2 separate regions of the Mus musculus genome follow, and region 1 is linked to region 2. A link is a contact called in public promoter capture Hi-C data. All regions are on one chromosome and are shown on one strand. The core of a region is the stretch at or near the end of the contact, and the rest is flanking DNA. Distances in the headings are between cores, read along the strand shown.

Region 1 (5,034 bases), core at 693-3,192, 510 kb after region 2:
AGATCTGAGGGCTGAGGGCTCTTCCTGGTTCACAAATTCTTGTCATCTCTTCCTAGATTCTCTTTCCACCCATCCCCCATGTGCCTGGTAGCTTACTTATCATTACGTATCTTTACCACGGGTTTGACTTGATGCTTGTTCATGTATTTCTGCTGACTATGACTTGGCACTGAGTGATGTATAAGCTCTTTCCTCTGCTGGGTCAAATCTGCTGTTTAGGGAAGTCATAGACTGAACCATGTTCTCCAGTGTTCATGTCAAATGTTCGGTATTAGTGACCAGGCCTTTATTTGAGAATCGGTTCCTGTACTGGCTAGAAAGGAGCTTTAGTTGGGGAAGTGCCTCCATGAGATCCAGCTGTGGGGCATTTTCTAGGTTGGTGATCAAGTCAAGCCGGGGGGGGGGGGGGGGCGGGTTTGGCAGTGTGGGTGGGGCCATCCCTGGGTTGGTTGTCTTGGGTTCCATAAGAGAACAAGCTGAGCAAGCCAGGGGAAGCAAGCCAGTAAGTAACATCCTTCCATGTCCTCTGCATCAGCTCTTGCCTCCTGACCTGCTTGAGTTCCAGTCCTGACTTCCTTTGGTGATGAACAGCAGTGTGGGAAGTGTAAGCTTAATAAACCCTTTCCTCCCCAACTTGCTTCTTGATGGTGATGTTTGTGCAGGAGTAGAAACCCTGACTGAGACAGTTCCCTTTTATTGTGGTGAGCTTCTCCTGCAATGGTGTGCACTCTATTTGAATGACCATCACTCAGAGGACAAGAAAGTGTGACCAGAGAGACACGGAAGCAGCAGGGACACGTGGTGACAGTCGGGTAGTAGAGCGGTACACCTGGAAGCCAAGGTCAGCCAGGGACTTCAGCAGGAGCCATGAGGAGGCAGACAAAGACATGTGTCAGCTTTCATTCAGAGACCGGGCACAGACGGCTCTGCCTTTAAGCAGACAGGTTCCTTCTGACGACCTTCATGTGGGCATGTCTGTCTGTCCTCCATAACCTCTCTGCATGTGTATGGCCTGAAGATTGTCCCCTACAGAGACTGTGCCAATCAAGACCAGCTACACCCATCTCCTTGTTCACTTGTAAGCCATAAACTCTGGTCCCTCGTGTATCTTTAGGTGATAACCCTGCCTCCTTGGCAGCCACGAGCTCCTCCTCCCCGTTCAACTCTAAATTGTAAACACGTGAAGCTTCCAGGGCGCTGCGGTTTCTCCAGCCTAGAGCTTAGACCCCTCAGCTTCCCCACCCCATAACTGTGTTTGTCTTTTCTGCACTCTCTCTCTCTGCCACAACCAGGCCCATCCCAGGAACTGTGCGCGGAAATGGCGCAGGAGCATGCGCTCAGCGATTCAGACTTTAGAGTGTTAGCCTAATTCTTTGAAAGCAATCTCAATCGCCATAACAGCTGCTGTCTAGTAAGTCTTATGACCAGACTTCTTTAGGGATTGTATATACGTATGTATGTACATCTGTCTGTCTGTCTGTCTGTCTGTATGCATGTATGTATATGTGTATATGTGTGTATATGTATGTGTCTGTGTGTTTGTATATGCATCTCTGTGTGTGTCTGTATGTCTGTATATTCATCTGTGTATCTGTCTGTGTGTTGGCCTGTGTTGAAAGGTCTCAAGAGCACCTGTACTTTTGTAATTCTCTAGGGACTGGACACAGAAGTACTCAGACAAATGGGTGATTTGCAAGAATGGAGACACTTTAAGCAAAATGCAGAGAGGGAAAGGGGGCACCTGCATAGAGTCTAGGGGACTAGTACAGATCTCCACACACTTGCCCAGTCGGTCACCTTCGAATCTGTTTCTTCGAGTGTCAAAATGTATTATAGAGAAGCGTACTGGGGCCTCAGTTATCTGGACACTGGAAGGGGACAGTGGGCTTAAGGGACTAGTAACCTGGTACCCTCTTCACCAGACATGCTTAAATTCTAGTGTGTCGGGGGAAAAAAAAACCAGTCAGGTGACCACCTTGGTGTCGCCCAACTGGCTTGGAACCCAGGACATTCTGACCAACTGCCCAGGTGACAGTTGCATAAATAATGAGCTCTGCCTGAACTGGCCAGAGCTAGAGGAGCACTGTGAAGAAGCAGCTCCTGGGAGGAGCTCCTGTGCTGGGGCGGGGTCATTCAGGGAAAGCAGCCTGGACACAGGGAGGCTGAGAAGGGGCTGTGGCTACACCACTCTGCATGTGGAGCCTGCTGCTCGAGTTCTGGCTCATTAGGGACTCGGCTGCTACTGTGCCAGAGGCCTCTGCTGAACTGGGGTAGACAGTAGGATGGCCTTGCCGGCCGCCTCCTGGTCTGTCTTGGATTCCCCTGACAAGGATGCAGAGCCTCTTGCGGCACTACAGTAGCTGCATGTATTCTCCCCTTAGAATGTCTTAGCATCTTTGCATCTTGTGCCCCTGAGCCTCAACGCTTAGACAGCATATTCCAAACAGGAGCACGGATGTCCAGGGGAGCCTCCCAGATACCCTTTTCTTCTGTTGTCCCCCACTGCCTCGGGGGCGAGTTGAACCATGGCTGCATCGGGAAGAGGGCCTCCCAGTGTATGGCAAACTTAAACCACTCAAGGGGCAGAGTCTGGAATCATTTTTAGAGAGAAAAGGCAATAGTGATCGGCACAGATCCCAGGCAGGTGCCTGCCGGCCTCAATTAGAAGCCTCGGGGCCTGGGAAAGGGATTTGGTGTTCTCATCTTAGATAGTTCTCGCCTTACTTACCAGAACGCTCCTTTGGTTACCTACTATTCTCAGGGTATAAAGCTTAGTCTATTGATTGCACATAGTCTGAAGGAAAACGGAACGGTGCTTCCTGCCTGTGCCTGAGCAGCCTGTGCTACATGTCTGGAGAGAGCCAGATATGTGAGGGTGTTTCCTGTAGCCAGAAAACTCGGGGGGTGGGGAGGGGGGGCATTTGGTAGGTTCAGAGTTCACATGAGCATGGTATCGTGGAGTTCCCCAGGAGGAATTGTCGTCAGCCCCGTGACCCCCACATCAGCCCTGTGCGGCAAGTAGAACATTATGTATCTGACAGTCCATGAAGTGACGTGCCCAGAGTCACACAGGTCTTGTGGACCAGATAGAAGACATGTCCTTGGCTCCCTGGGGACACAGAGCATAAACCAGAGTCCATGATGATGTTGTGGACTCCCCCACCCCCACCCCATCCCCAAGGGCTCCCCTCATACTCCTTTTCCGTAAAGGTTTGGTGGCCACAAGCCAGTTTATCCCCTGTGGTCACTTTTCTGACACCTCCTGCTTTTTTAAAAACCAGAAGGTCAGAAGGATCGTGAGGTCCCGATTTCACAGACCTGTATCAAGATCAAGCAAGGTTTTTTTTGTTTTTTGTTTTTTGTTTTTTTGCCCTTCTGCTCCGTGGGAGGCTCGAGAATGGATGAATGAGATTCCCACTGTCCCTATCCAATGAAACCACAGCCAAGGGAACAGGCTTGGTGGAATCAGCGGGGAAAGATGACCCCGAGAGCTTGAGCTTGACTTTAGTCTGGCACGGTGAAGAGACATGAGAGGTGTAGAATAAGAGGGAGGGCCCCTCCCACCCCCACCCCCTGGCATTTGGCTACCTTAAGAGAGTCACATTTCTTCACATTGACCTTCAGAGCACTGGGCAGAAATCACATCGAGTCAACACCCGCCGTGGGCCTTCGCGATGCTTTGGGGTTTTTTGGTTTTGTTTTTCTCAAGACAGGGTTTTCTCTGTGTAGTCCTGGCTGTCCTAGAACTCTCTGTGTAGACCAGGCTGGCCTGGAACTCAGAAATCCGCCTGCCTCTGCTTCCCGAGTGCGATGCTTTGTTTTAATTACACAGTCGGATTCCCCTGGTCAGCGCCAGTTCTAAGTCAGCAGCTGGGTGAGGTGCCTCTGGGGGAAAACCACGGCTCTGGGGGGCGAACCGCTTGGGAACTCTCAACCAAACTCTGCCCTGCACAGCCAGGGGCAGAGCGCCTCTGTGAAGTTCCTTCCATAGCCACTGGCTCCCGCACTCCAGGTTTCTTCTGAACCTGCTCCTGTCACATCCCTCGGCCATCAGATGTCCCTACTAACTTGATGGCGATGACTCTCCAGCACAGTCCTGGCTGCGCCCCCAAAGCAGCCCCATGGCCGTCCCACTCTGACATCTCAGATTCTCTCTTCGGAACGCCTCCGAGTCTAAATCGCTCTTAGTGATGTCAGGTTTCGACAAGTGTTTTCAGCTGTGTTAGGGCTGCAATTCAGCTTTCCTGCGGTGTTGGTGTTGGTGTTGGTGTTGGTTGCTGTCGTGGGGGAGATGTGTGCAGGCTTCCCTTCAGATCTACGCTTGGCGGGGTGGGGTGGGGTGATGAAGAGCTTGTCATGGTTTCGAAATGAAACTGGTGGACCTCAGAGGAGGCTCGCTGGGCCTGAGGCTTGCCTCCTAGAAATTTACACTCACTATAGACATGTGAGCAACAGTAAATATGAAAGGATGAAACGCAACATTATACCCTAAATGTCCACTCAGTGTGGCCAGTCTAACCAGTGCAAACCTTACTTTAAAGCCAAGTGGCTGTGAGCGAGCGCCATGGATGCAGGTCATTGACCTCATTATAGGAGTTTGCAGCAGCACAGACAGTTGCAGGGTGCCGGGGGAGATGCAGTGACCAGGGAGGAGGGAGGAGGGAGGAAGAGGAGGAGGAGGAGTGGGAGGAAGAGGAGGAGAGGGAGGCTGGCTGGGAGCCTGTGTAGTTCCAGAAGGCTCCTCAGAGGTCCTTTTACTCAACATCCAGCAGCCACCAAGTTCTGTCTTGTGATCCTTTGCTAAGGTATTGTGTGTGGGAAGAGCATGACTGTCCTCCAACAGTGCGGTTGCCTGGGCTCTCCTGGGGCAGCCCTGTCAGTGAACCTGAAGCAGTGGAAGGGGCCTCTGTAATGATGCTGGGGTGGGGAAGCCGAGTCCCACGAAGCTGGGTCTCTGGGGCAGGAGGCCGAACGATACTGGGCGACGCCATGCAGTGTCCTCCACAGGGGCCATCCTGAAGCCTGCACTTAAAT
Region 2 (4,546 bases), core at 1,909-4,408:
GGAAGGTTTTAGAAACAGGAGGAAAGCTACCGCAGAAGGTGACCGAGCAGTGATGGACGGGACTGGGGAGCGCTTACAGGTCAGGACTCGGAGGTCAGAATCTGGGGTTTATCCTAAGGGCAACAGGCAGTCTCTGAAGGGTTTCACATCAGCTCTGCGCTTTAGAAAGATCCCTGTGGCTGCCATAGAGAGAGCAGATGGGAAGGGGTGAGGCTCCAAGGAGGGAGAACAGTCTGGGAAGCACTGCCGTGGTCCCAGCAGAGGAACACCGGCTAGCCTAGCCGGTGATTCAACAGAGGTGGGCGGGAAAGAGCTGAGAGACACCGGGGTAAAGAAATGCGGAGGACTTGGATGAGATCCTGGTGAGAGAGAGGAAGGAAACACTGGTCCCTGGATGCTGGAAGGTGGACTGGACGGCACTGGCTGCCGCCCGTAGAAAACCATCAAACGGGGGGGGGGGGGGGGCTGGTGAGATGGCTCAGTGGGTAAGAGCACCCGATTGCTCTTCCGAAGGTCCGGAGTTCAAATCCCAGCAACCACATGGTGGCTCACAACCATCCGTAACAAAATCTGACTCCCTCTTCTGGAGTGTCTGAAGACAGCGACAGTGTACCTATATATAATAAATAAATAAAATCTTTAAAAAAAAAAAAAAAGAAAACCATCAAACGGACGGGCAAGAGATGCCCAGGGCTAATAATCGAGGGGAAAACTGCGTACACATGGCACCAACTCGTTGCAGAGATGCTGGAGACAAGGAGCTGGGAGGATGAGTCTACAACGTGGGTGAGACAGAGTGAGTGACAGTGGCCCTGGGAGTCCCTGAATGACAACCCAAGGGTTCAGTAGAGGGAAGCAACAAAGACTCTTGGCTCTAGCAGATGTAAATGTGGCCCCTCTCATCCAGAGGGTGAGCAGTGAAGTGGGTGTTCCAGCCTCGCTTTCCTTTCTCTCTCCCTCCCTCCCCTCTCCCTTCCCATTCTTCCCCTCCCCCTGCTCCCCCTTTCTCTCCCTCCCCTCCCCCTCTCCCCTCTTCCTGCCCCTCTCTCCCTCCCTCCCCTCCCCCTCCTTCTGCCCCTCTCTCCCTCCCTCCCCTTTCCCTGTCTCCCTCCCTCTCTCTCTCCCTCCCCACCCCCCCACCTCCATTGTTGCTCTTTGGTCTTATTTTTATGGGTTTTTTTTTTTTTTAATTTGCTTATCTGTGTGTACGAATGTTTTGCCTGCACGTATATATATCCGTGCACCACCTGCAGAACTGAAAGCAGTTCCAGCTCGTGAGCGGCCCTGCTGGGAATAACCACTGAGCCATCTCTCTAGCCCCCCTCCTATCTCTAAGGTTTTGATTGCTAGGTTTGGTTTGGATTTTGTTTTGTTTTTGTTTTTGTTTGTTTTGAGGCAGGGTCTCCTGTAACTGGAGATGGCCTCAAACTTGTTTGTTTGTTTTCTAGACAGGTTTTTTCTGTGTAGCCCTGGCTGTCCTGGAACTCACTGTAGACCAGGCTGGCCTTGAACTCAGAAATCTGCCTGCCTCTGCCTAAGTGCTGGAATTAAAGGCATGTGCCACCACTGCCCGGCCCTGTCTTTCTTTTCTTAATTTTAACTATATACTGTCTTATCTACAATTAGTGTGCATGTGCGGGTGTGTGAGGATGCACAGGTATATGCAGGTGAACAGGTGGAGGGATTACACAGATGTGTGTGTGCAGGTGCACAGGCGTGTGTGTATATGTGCGCGCGTGTAGGTAGAAGCCTGAGAATAACCTTGGGTATTGTTCTTTAAAGACTGGAGCTTTTTCTTTGGCAGGCCTGAATCTCACGAACCTCACCAACTAGGCTACAGTGGCTGTCGAGCCCTAGGAGTCCTCTGGTCTCATTTCCCAAGTGCTGGGATTTTCACTTTTCCTCCTTCTCTTTCTTTTTTTATTATATTATATTATTTTATTTTAATTTTCTCCACATGGGTTCTAGGAATTGAACCTGGGGTCTGAATGCTTGTAAGGCAAGCACTTTATTAGCTGAGCTACTGCCCAGATCCCTGACCTGCGGTTATTAAAGAAGACAGAGGGGTGAGGTGAGAGGTGAGTCATTGATTAAGGCACTAAACATGAAGCCTAAGCCGGGCGTGGTGGCGCACGCCTTTAATCCCAGCACTCCGGAGGCAGAGGCAGGCGGATTTCTGAGTTCAAGGCCAGCCTGGTCTACAAAGTGAGCTCCAGGACAGCCAGGGCTATACAGAGAAACCCTGTATCAAAAAACCAAAAAAAAAAAAAAAAAAAAAAAGAAAGAAAAAACAAAAAAAAAACCAAAAAACAAAAACAACAAAAACATGAAGCCTAAAAATCTTAGTTCAGTTCCCTAAGACCCACGTGGTGCGAGAGACAACCAACTCCTGAAAGCTGTCCTCTGATCTCCGCTTGCACTGACTACTGAACTCTCTTGCTTGCTCTCTCACTCTCTTGCTCTCTCGATTTCTTACCAGAGATGGTAAATAAAAGTTAGGAAAAAAACTAGGTGGAAGAGGAGGAAGAGGAAGAGGAGGAGGAAGAGGAGGAGGAGGAGGGAGAGACTCAGGAGGCTAGGGCAAAAGGGTGGGAATTTAAGGCCAGCCTGAGCTATATAGTGAGACCCTTACTTAAAAACAAACAGGGCTGGGGCGACTGCTCAGTGGTTAGAGCCCTGGCTGTTCTTCCAAAGGACCAGGGTTCAATCCCCAGCACCCGCATCGCAGCTCACAACTGCCTGCAACTCCACAGCATCCAACGCCCTCACACAGACACACACTTAGGCAGAACACCAGTTCCCGCGAAATAAAAACAAAGAAGTCATTAAAAAGAAAAGAACAACCAACCAACCAATGAAGCAGCAAACAAACCAAAAGCTGAGGAGGTGGCTCAGGGCCTGCAGCTCTGTTAGAGAACCCGAGTGAGTGAGTGTGTGTGTGTGTGTGTGTGTGTGTGTGTGTGTGTGTGTCCCTGCCCCCCACTTCAGACAACTCACCACCACCTGAAGATCAAAGGGAATACCAAGCAGGGCAGTAAATCAACTGTCAGGTGAGTTCTGAGTTATGCAGATTTTCAGGAAAGGTTCCTGCCTTCTGCTCTGTGCCCAGTTCCTGGGGGAGGGATGGGACTTTTCTTCGTATTTCTTATCTACTCCCACTCCTACAGGAAATGAGGATTCTCAGAGCTCTCTGACTGGATCTCCTGTAGCCCAGGCTGGCCTTGGTTTTGCTACGTAATGACCTTGAGCCCCTGATTCTCCTGCCCCCGCCTCCTGAATATTGGGATAACAGGCATTTATTACCACAGCTGTTTTTATCACAGTGCTAGGGACAGACAGAGCGCAGGCCTTGTGCAGTTAGGTAAGCACTTTGCTTTGTCCCAATTCCTTTCTCCTTTTCTTTTCTAACTTATTTATTTGTTTGATTGTTACTTAAAAATTTTTTTTTTTGCGGTGCTGGAGATTGAACCCAGGGCCTCAGGCATGCTAGGCAATTGCCAGACTGCTGAGCTACATCCCCAGCCTTCTTAATCGTAATTTGTCCATGTCTTGTTTTTGATACGGGTTCTTACCACGAAGCCCCAGCTGGCCCTGAGTTTGCAATGTCCTTTCTGCCTCTGTCTTCTATTGCTGCGTTTAAAAGTACATGCCTAGCGTTTATTTCCTGTTTTGAGACAGATCTTACCAAGTTGCCCACACTAGCCTGGCACTCAATCTACAGCCTGGAGCTGGCCTTGAACTTGTGATCTTTTTGTTCCAGAATATAGAGTCGTTGGAATAACAGGCCTGACTAGAATAACTGAAGACTCCCATCCCTCACGCACCCAGGGATTCACTATACATAGTGACAGACCCTGCTGGCTTCAAACTGACAGAGATTCTCCTGTCTCTGCCTCCCCAGTTCTGGGATGAAAGGCATGTGTTTTGGCCTGGAATTCTTCATTCTCCTGCCTTAGTTTCCCTGGTGCTGGGATAATGGGGGTGGGGGTGGGGGGAGCACCACCATGCCTACCTTGAAGATTTCTTGTACCAATGTGAGGAAGATGAGAAGCCTCAGAAGAAGGCCGGAAGAAAGAGCCCCCGGGGTTGAGCCGACCTCTCTCCCTGTATTCCTTTCTCAGGTTTCACCTCCCTCCATCTCCTTCCAGGAACCTGAGAGGAGACCAGCCACGTTGAAGGTCGAAGGCAGGACTTCCCTGGCCCAGGCTTTTGGGCGGCGCCCGCCTAGGAGGAGCCTGCCACCCACTGGGAGCGAGCGGTACTGCAGGTGCTGGACACCCACCCCCTACCCAGTCCTTTGACTGATTTAACTCTGCCCAAAGGGTTCTTGTCCTCATGTGACTTACAGTCTATGGAACTGACAAGAGCGACAGAAATCCCGGTAGCAGCTGAACAGCCTTGGATCTTTTTTTTTTTTGGATGGGAGGATTTTTTAAAACAACACAAATAGTATACATTCATAGCCAAATGTTTAAAAAGAAAAAAAGCCCAGATATAGCTTTCCTCAAACATGTGCATAGCAGCTACACAAACTGTAGGCAGCCTT

Evidence for each region. Promoter capture Hi-C pulls out the DNA fragments that hold promoters and counts their contacts.
Region 1: a contact with region 2 is called in a promoter capture Hi-C map of the C10 cell line, with 2.3 times the contacts expected there. The contact joins the promoter of 4930519G04Rik here to the promoter of 4930401G09Rik in region 2. A contact is called at or near these places in 1 of 39 promoter capture datasets (the C10 cell line) and 1 of 9 other capture datasets (pancreatic islet).

What each region holds. Positions count from the first base shown.
Region 1 is chr5:114,850,622-114,855,655 of GRCm38.p6, reverse strand. 4930519G04Rik (RIKEN cDNA 4930519G04 gene) reads right to left here and starts at 1,942. Exons shown (of 12, transcript NM_026263.2): 1 at 1,798-1,942. Mir6240 (microRNA 6240) reads right to left here and starts at 3,708; the gene lies at 3,592-3,708. It overlaps Gm9936 (predicted gene 9936), which reads left to right. Exons shown (of 1, transcript NR_164348.1): 1 at 1-633.
Region 2 is chr5:115,358,735-115,363,280 of GRCm38.p6, reverse strand. It overlaps 4930401G09Rik (RIKEN cDNA 4930401G09 gene), which reads left to right and starts at 3,158. Exons shown (of 2, transcript NR_163911.1): 1 at 3,158-3,361; 2 at 4,149-4,546. It also overlaps a transcript of Msi1 not described here.